Linked DNA regions of Ovis aries: region 2 is linked to region 1. Evidence: chromatin contacts called from public Hi-C data. All regions are on one chromosome and are shown on one strand. The core of a region is the stretch at or near the end of the contact, and the rest is flanking DNA. Distances in the headings are between cores, read along the strand shown.

Region 1 (4,372 bases), core at 917-3,416:
TCTGGGGAGAGCGGAGGAACTGCAGCTTTTGACAAGCGGGCCGGAGTAGCCGGGGCCCTTCTCGCCTCCTTCCTTCCTCCTCACAGTTCATTTATTCCCTGGGCCACCTTTTTATCTCCCCCTCCCCTCCGAGCGTGCACGGTGGGACAGTCCTCAGGCGCCTCTATCTGCAGCCTCGCTGGGGGGAGATGTGCGGCGGAAGGGGCGGGGCGGGGCGGGGAGGCGTGTGTGTTAGGTCTCGGGGGAAGCTGGGGAGGGCCGTTTTGAACCAGTTTATTGGAGAAGAGCTGGAGTTTCTCACTGGCTGCGCGCCCTGTCACCGTCCTTCTTTTCTCAAAGCCAGAGGTGGCATCCCCAGGTGCAAAGTGTCCTCCGTCTTCACAATGCCCAAGTCAGCCTCATCCCCCGGCTTCCCGCTGGGGACGCAAGGCTGGCGCGAGGGAGAGCGCCCCCTGCAGGGCCCCACGTGAAGTGAGCCTTCCGGCATGTATTTCTGCAGCCTGGCTCCCCTGATGAGACGCTTCCAGAGGGGACATCCACAGAGACAGAGTGTAGACTGCATTGCCGGGGCCTGGGCCGGGCTGGGGCTCGGGGAGGGCGGGGAGCGGCTGCCTAACGCATACGCGCTTTTCTGCCAAAGTGATGAACTTATTTTGGAATAGATAGTGATGTTTACACGACCCTGTGCATGCTAAATTGCTCAGTCGTGTCCGACTCTTCGCCACCCCGTGGACTGTAGCCCGCCAGGCTCCTCTGTCCACGGGAGTCTCCAGGCAAGAACACTGGAGTGGGTTGCCATGCCCTCCTCCAGGGGGTCTTCCCGACCCAGGGACTGCCGGCGGATTCTTTACCGCTGGGCCGCCACGAATGCACTAAACACCATCAAATTAGACGTTCTAAATGCTCAGTCCCCTGTTAGGTGCATGCTCCCCAGTGGTGGTCCACCCCAGGCGCCGCGTTTAGCCCCTGGGGGTTCTCGCCTCCTTCCTTCCTCCTCACAGTTCATTTATTCACTGGGCCACCTTTCTATCTCCCCCTCCCCTTCGAGTGTGCACGGTGGGACAGTCCTCAGGAGCCTTTATCCGCAGCCTCGCTGGGGGGAGACGTGCTCTGAGCTGCTCTCCTCCCAGTTATCACGGCCCGGCCCGGCCCCTGGGGTGGAGGAGAAGGAGCGGTGACCCGCTAGGCGGGGCACCTGTCCCGAACAGGCGTGGCCTCCCCTGGGACCGGCCGCACAGGCCTTGGCTCGTTTTATCTGGAAAGGACACAGGGTGCAGCCCCGAAACCAGCAACGGGCTGAAGAGGGCGGGCTTCTCGGGGGCAGAGGCCGTGACACGCCTGTGGACCCACTGTGCTGTGCTTAGTCGCTCAGTCCTGTCCAGCTCTGTGTGACCCCCTGGACTGCAGCCCGCCAGGCTCCTCTGTCCATGGGATTCTCCGGGCAAGGATACTGGAGTGGGTGGCCATGCCCTCCTGCAGGGGATCTCCCCAACCCAGGTATCGAACCTGGGTCTCCTGTGTTTCAGGCGAGTTCTTTACTGTGTGAGCTACACCAGGGAAGCATTAACCCACTGGAGTCTATGAAAAGCCGGACAGCCCATGGACCTCTGGAGCTTTGGGTCCCCAGGGGAGGGGGAGAGGAGGGTCTGGAAACGGGAGGCTGTAGAAAACAAGCCCGCCTTCCCCCAGTCGGTCTCCGCGGGCAGGCAGCACCTTATTCCCAGGGGCGCATCAGTGAGGCCTCAGGAGCGGACTGTCCAGCCGCTCGTGTGTGTGGGGCGGGGGCGGGGGGGGGGGGGGGGGGGGAGCGGCCTCTCCCAGGCTGCGTCCTCTGCTGCCCCCTGGTGGATGATTCAGGTTGGGCGGGGAAGCCGCCGCGGCGCGGGAGGGCAGACTGACCTTCTGCAGCCGCCCCGCGGCAGGGCAGTGGGAGGTGGGGGCGGCGGTGGGCGTCCACGCCGCCACCATCCGAAGACCTTCATGATTCAGTACAGCAGAGGGTCTGCTGGATAAGCCCAACAGCGTCAGGGCACTGCTTTGGTAATCGCTAAATGTTTCCAAATGACAGACCCTTAAATTGATCCATGCCCTCTTTATAAGGAGTAGGCTTCAGGCGCGTCCAGTGTGGCCTTCGGGTCAGGCCGGACAGCCTTGCATGCCAGTGTCTCTGCTGCCCTCTGCTGTCTCTGCTTTGCTCTCCCTCCCTCATGAGCTGGCAGGTGGAATAAAGGACCTTTCAGTTCAGTTCACTTCAGCTCAGTCGCTCAGTCGCGTCCAACTCTTTCGACCCCGTGGACCGCAGCACGCCAGGCCTCCCTGTCCATCACCAACTCCCAGAGTCTGCTCAAACTCATATCCACTGAGTCGGTGATGCCACCCACCCATCTCATCCTCTGCCGTCCGCTTCTCCTCCTGCCCCCAATCCCTCCCAGCATTAGGGTCTTTTCCAATGAGTCAGCTCTGCGCATCAGGTGGCCAAAGTCTTGGAATTTCAGCTTCAGCATCAGTCCTTCCAATGAATATTCAGGACTGATTTCCTTTAGGATGGACTGGTTGGATCTCCTTGCAGTCCAGCGAACTCTCAAGAGTCTTCTCCAACACCACAGTTCAAAAGCATCAATTCTTCGGCCCTCAGCCTTCTTCACAGTCCAACTCTCACATCCATACATGACCACAGGAAAACCATAGCCTTGACTAGATGGACCTTTCTTGGCAAAGTAATGTCTCTGCTTTTGAATATACTATCTAGGTTGGTCATAACTTTCCTTCCAAGGAGTAAGCGTCTTTTAATTTCATGGCTGCAATCACCATCTGCAGTGATTTTGGAGCCCCCCAGAATTAAGTCTGACACTGTTTCCACTGTTTCCCCATCCATTTCCCATGAAGTGATGGGACCGGATGCCAGGAGTATGTGTCTTTTAATTTCATGGCTGCAGCCACCAGCTGCACTGATTTTGGAACCCCAAAATAAAGTCAGCTACTGTTTCCACTGTTTCCCCATCTATTTGCCATGAAGTGATGGGACTGGATGCCATCATCTTAGTTTTCTGAATGTTGAGCTTTAAGCCAACGTTTTAGATCTAGTCAAGCCCCTGGAGGTCGACTCCTGGGGATCACAGACGTGCTGGCCAGTGCTCTCAGAGCAGGGTGGGCTGTCTTGGGGCTCCTCTTTACTGCTCCACCTGGGGGACCCCTTCCTTTTCCTGCATCATCCTCAAGCTCAACTCTGCTTGAGGCCCCTGCAAGCCAGACGTCTAACATGTACAGCTCGTTTCTCTGGGCTCCCTGACACCACCTCACCTCATCTTTGCAAACGCGGAAACCCAGGCACAGTGGTTGAGTGCCTTGCCCAGCGCCTGGTGTCTGGAAGCATGCTCTGGCCTGCTGTCCCACAGCCTGGGCACCAGCCCCTGGCGGCTGCCTCTCCTGGAAGGCCAGCAGTGCCAGCAGGGGAAGGGCTGGGCGGGAGCGGGAGCCCCAGCTTTCTACGAGACCGGCAGCCATCACTTCTGTGCACATTTGTGAATTCAGGACACCGGCGACCCTCCAGGCAAAACCTGGCTTTCCAAGAATCAACCCCATGAGCTAATTTCATTTGGGAATTAAGAGCATATTCAGTCAACTGCTTGCTTGTCAAAATTGGGCATCCAAGGACTGTGCACAGAGTTTTCCAGGAAACAGGGACTCTGGGGATGAGCCTGACCTTCTTACATTGTAAAATCGGACTGTCTGCTTTATATGCTTAAACCCGGATATTGAGAAGACCTTGAAGCATTGAAGGAAGCTTCCTACCCAGACCGGAAACCCCAGCACTGAGCACAGAGCACGTGGCCCTCGGGTGTGCCCTGTGGCACACGACCGCTTTCTGGGGCTCTGTGCAGACATTCAAGCCATGATTCTCCCCAAATGGTCTTTGATCCTTGGCTTAGAAAACGCTGGTATTTTATTTCAGATCCACAAAGCACAAAATATTTGCTTGCCCCGGTTTGTTTGACCAGTTTGCTCTTCACGAGATACACCTGGAGTTCAGTCTGCTCGGACGAGGGGTCTTACAGCGTCTCCCCTCTGGCTTGCTCTGCCTTGTGGGCTAGCGTGACGGCCTTGAAGTTACCAGAGGCACTGTGATGAGAGCGAGGCGGCGACGTGACGCGAGGGGCTGGGAGGCGAGAGGAGCGGAGAGGGGCCGACTTAGAGGCAGGACTTCCTGCCGGGCCAGATGGAGCGGCCTGTCCGCCCCCTGCCCTCTCTGGCTCCTCCGCACCTGCCCCTAGCTCTCCTGCTCAAGTGGAGGTGTGATGGGGAGGGTGCCCTGCGCTGTCCAGCATCCCAGGGACGGGGCCGGAGTAGGAGGACCCCGGGCTTCACTCTGCAG
Region 2 (4,372 bases), core at 979-3,478, 140 kb before region 1:
ATCAATAGTTGTCCAATCATATTCAATTTAAAATGAGAACTTCTAATAATTGAAATTTCAAAAAATAATCTGAAATTCCTGACTTCTCTCAAATAGAGTCAAGATTTGAAAATTCAGAGACAGACAAACAGCAAACATCTTACCATCTTTTGTATTTAAAAACTTTTTCAGGCTCTCATTGACTAAAGGAGTTTTGTTCTGTTAAAAAAATGAAATATCATTAAGCGTTACATGTTTGTCCCCAAAACCACTACAAAATGTACACCAAAGTTTAATTTTTTGGCAAGATATTAAGTAAAATACTACCACACAAAAAATCTTGGTTAAACCTATTCTGTAACTACTGATTATTACAGGAACTGGTTTTTTTTCTTGTTAACGTAAGGACTGAGATATTCAATTAGGAGATTGTTCCTGACAGCAGCAAAAGAGATTTTTAGGTGTGATAGTAATGATTTTAAATGTTAATGAATTAGAGATCCCTGGAGCATACAGGACTACGAACCCATTTCTTCAAGTGTTTCCAATTTCCCCTAAGGGAAGGGATCTATGAGATTTAGTGCTGACTTCAGAGTTCCTGTGATAACTTTCTTTAGGTTACCCCAAAACTCTAAAGTATACATGCAAAGAGAATAACCTCGACCCTCCCCTAACAGTAAAGAAGCATAATCTTTAGTTCAAAATTACCCCTGACTATACACTACTATAAACAGCATTCCAGAATGGTTTTTAAGTAATTAGAACTTAAACATAAACGAATACAGTCATTAAAGTTTGTAGATTTCATACCTCTACTTTCTCTTGCTCCTCTAGTGCTAAAAACACAGCTGCTCGGAGTTCAGCCTTTAAAAAGCGGGATGGGGAGGAGGAAAGGAACAAAAATTATCTCCAGACAATTTTCACGGTAAGAAGCACAAACACCGCAATTTCCAAACTCAAAACGAAAACCAGCAAGATTATAACGCTTAGGAGGCAGGTGCAGAGAGGTCAGAGGGCATCCTGACACACTCTGAAGAAAACGACACAAGCTCTCAAGGCTACTGTTCGGGCAGCACTCTCTCTCTCAGCACCCATCTCTCTGGTTTAAGCTGTGATCTCCAGTCCTTACTCATGCCCACCAGTAATGTGAATGAATGAGAAATACACCCCAAGAAACAAGCTGTTGGACATCCGCAACCCGCTTGTTACAGAAAGCTGGAGAGGCTGGCCGACCCGCAGCTCAGGCCAGAGGCGGGGGAGAGCAAAGGAGCGGGGGGAGGGGGGGGCGCAACTCGACCACCGGACGCTGGGCGACTGGACGATCGGGGGCGGGGCGGGGACCAGCAGGGAGCAGCGCACAAATGAGCCCCAAACGTGCAGTGGGGTTCAGAGGGGACAGTGAGCAGCTGGACCCCAAACGTGCAGTGGGGACCAGGCGGGGCTGCGGGAGATTGGACCCCAAACGTGCAGTGGGGATCAGACGGGACAGTGAACAACTGGACCCCAAACGTGCAGTGGGGACCAGAGGGGGCTGCGGGAGACTGGACCCCAAACGTGCAGTGGGAACCAGGTGGGGCTGCGGGAGACTGGACCCCAAACGTGCAGTGGGGATCAGACGGGACAGTGCGCAACTGGACCCCAAACGTGCAGTGGGGACCAGAGGGGACAGTGAGCAGCTGGACCCCAAACGTGCAGTGGGGACCAGGCGGGGCTGCGGGAGACTGGACCCCAAACGTGCAGTGGGGATCAGACGGGACAGTGAACAACTGGACCCCGGACGTGCAGTGGGAACCAGGCGGGGCTGCGGCAGACTGGACCCCGGACGCCGGGGTCGGCCTCCTCCGACTAAAGCCGGCTGGGCCCCTTCGTCCGCTCACAGCCGCACCGCCTGGGGCTCCCCGTGACTGACCCCCGACCCCCCCGAGGTGGCCGGCGGCCCGGACCCCAGCCCGGGCGGCCCGTCCGTCGCGCCCCGCGCCCCTTTGTGACGCCGGCGTCCACACGGGCCCTGCGGCGCGCGAGCGCGGCCCGCCGCCCGCCCGCCAGCTCCCAGGCCCCCGCCTCACCTTGATGCGGTTCAGGACCCCGCTGTTCTCCAGCGTCTGCACCAGCAGGTCCCGCAGCTCCGTGTCCTCCTCCGCCACCACCGCGGCCGCCGTCGCCGCCATCTTGCTTCTCCAAGACAACCGCCCAAGCCGCGCCAACGGCCGCCGGTCGCCTCAGCCCGCAGGGCGCGCGGCCGAGACCACGCCCCCGGCGCCGGCGCGCAGCCCGCCGTCACGTCGGGGCGGAGCCTCGGGCGGCGCGGGGTGGGCGGGGCCTCGGGCGGCGCGGGGTGGGCGGGGCCTCGCGGTCCCCAGAGGCCAGAGGCTTGAGGGGTGGGCCCGGGTGGAAAGTGGGGTTCGGCCGGGAGGCAGGGGGAAATAGTGGCCTTTGGATGGTGTCAGGTGCACGCCCGCGGGTCGCTGCTGTGGAAGACGGGCTGAAGTCCTGGGTCCCCCACTGGCTTCCCAAGGTGCGGCCGAAGTGTGCGTGCAGGGTAGGTGTGTGTGCACGCTCGTCCGGAGCGCACACCTCCCCTCGCCGTGCACTGGAGGGTGTGTGGACGTGCAAACGCTGCGTTGCTGTGCTTTCCACCCTGCGTGTTCTCACAGCTGCGCTGTCACGTGTGGAGGAAGGTGATCCCAAACCACTAGCACTTAAGGGGAAAGCTGTAGATTCTAGAATCCCCCGACGCCCGCTCGGCGAGTCTGCAGCCCGTCCTCAGAGTCGACTTTCTCCAGGAGCCCGGGGCTCCAACGCGCTGGCCTGCAGGTGACCATCTGAGTTACAAATGAGTGAGAAAGGAAAAGGCGAGGTTTCCTGGCAGGTCTGTTCAAACTGACATGTGCCTTTCCAGACAGCCTTACACGTGAGTGTGTTACATACACACAGTACTTTTTTCACTTCCCTAATTTGGAAGCTATGCTTACTGCTTTTTAATTTACTAACTTCACTCAGTAAATCCTGATCATTTTTTTGACGGGTACATATATATTCTGCCTCTCTCTTTTTAACTCCTATGTAGACCTCACTCCAGTACACTTGCATGGAAAATCCCGTGGACAGAGGAGCCTGGAAGGCTGCAGTCCATGAGGTCGCGAAGAGTCGGACACGACTGAGAGACTTCACTTTCACTTTTCACTTCCATACATTGGAGAAGGAAATGGCAACCCACTTCAGTGTTCTTGCCTGGAGAATCCCAAGGATGGCAGAGGCTGGTGGGCTGCCGTCTATGGGGTCGCACAGAGTCGGACACGACTGAAGCGACTTAGCAGCAGCAGCAGTATTCTCTTTAAGGATGTTTCACAGCTATTCTTTGTAATAGGCTCTGATTTATTTGCATTTGTTTTGTCTGTTATGAAAGTTACTCATACCAGTGGTTTAAAATCAAAAGAAAGCAGAAAATGCTAAAACTATCTGCATCCTCCCTACTCACCTAGGTCTCACCTGATACCATACCCTGCTGCTGCTGCTGCTGCTGCTGCTGCTGCTGCTGCTAAGTCACTTCAGTCATGTCCGACTCTGTGTGACCCCTTTGATGGCAGCCCACCAGGCTCCCCCGTCCCTGGGATTCTCCAGGCAAGAACACTGGAGTGGGTTGCCATTTCCTTCTCCAATGCAGGAAAGTAAAAAGTGAAAAGGAAGTCGCTCAGTCGTGTCTGACTCTTCAAGACCCCATGGACCACAGCCCAGCAGGCTCCTCTGTCCATGGGATTTTGCAGGCAAGAGGACTGGAGCGGGGTGCCATCGCCTTCTCGTGTCTGACTTTTCTGTGACCCCATGGACTGTAGAGTCCATGGAGTTCTCCAGGCCAGAATACTGAAGTGGGTAGCCTTTCCCTTCTCCAGGGGATCCTCTCAACCCAGGGATCGAACCCAGGTCTCCCCCAGCTATTAATACAATTAAGTCTGTTTCTAGTTCTTTTTTAGTTCTTCTGGTTCTTTTTACTCTAAATAATATACATCCTGACCCATCAACCGTAAAAATCATCTTTCAAAGAATAAAAATTTGTCTTTTCTTTCAACTACTAATTTTAAAAATTACATACTTTTACTTTTAACAGTGGAAGATTTTGTGAGTTTTAAGTTATTTACCTAAGTCATTATTTATAAATTTACATATTGCCTATCGGTTCCCTGCAAAGGGAGCTGAGGGAGTCAGTGTATCTATACTCTCTTCCACCCATGTTATTAGTTCAAGTTTTATTTTTATACTATCAAGAACTTGCATTCCCTTCTGTACTTATAATTACATTTCAGACTTTGTCCGTAACTGATGGAAAACAGTCAGCAGCATTCACAGTACTCGGGGCACATCAGGTCTGTAGGCAGAGCCCATATGCCCTCAGCTG

What was found. A called contact is a pair of places that touch in the nucleus more often than the background predicts.
Region 2: a contact with region 1 is called in a Hi-C map of tail adipose tissue, with 8 times the contacts expected there. The contact joins the promoter of CEP43 here to the enhancer-like site in region 1. A contact is called at or near these places in 11 of 16 Hi-C or Micro-C datasets (blood, liver, mixed tissues and 4 more).

Annotation. Positions count from the first base shown.
Region 1 is chr8:89,386,380-89,390,751 of ARS-UI_Ramb_v3.0, reverse strand. The region is part of intron 2 of RPS6KA2 (ribosomal protein S6 kinase A2); the gene reads left to right. Among named protein-coding and RNA genes, the nearest start is that of RPS6KA2, 49 kb to the left of the region's middle. Within about 2 kb of position 2,166, at least 7 of the 54 cell types and tissues checked have an H3K27ac peak or open chromatin away from gene starts, as enhancers often do.
Region 2 is chr8:89,522,745-89,527,116 of ARS-UI_Ramb_v3.0, reverse strand. It overlaps CEP43 (centrosomal protein 43), which reads right to left and starts at 2,228. Exons shown (of 10, transcript XM_027972659.2): 1 at 2,046-2,228; 2 at 790-843; 3 at 144-198. The coding sequence starts at 2,147.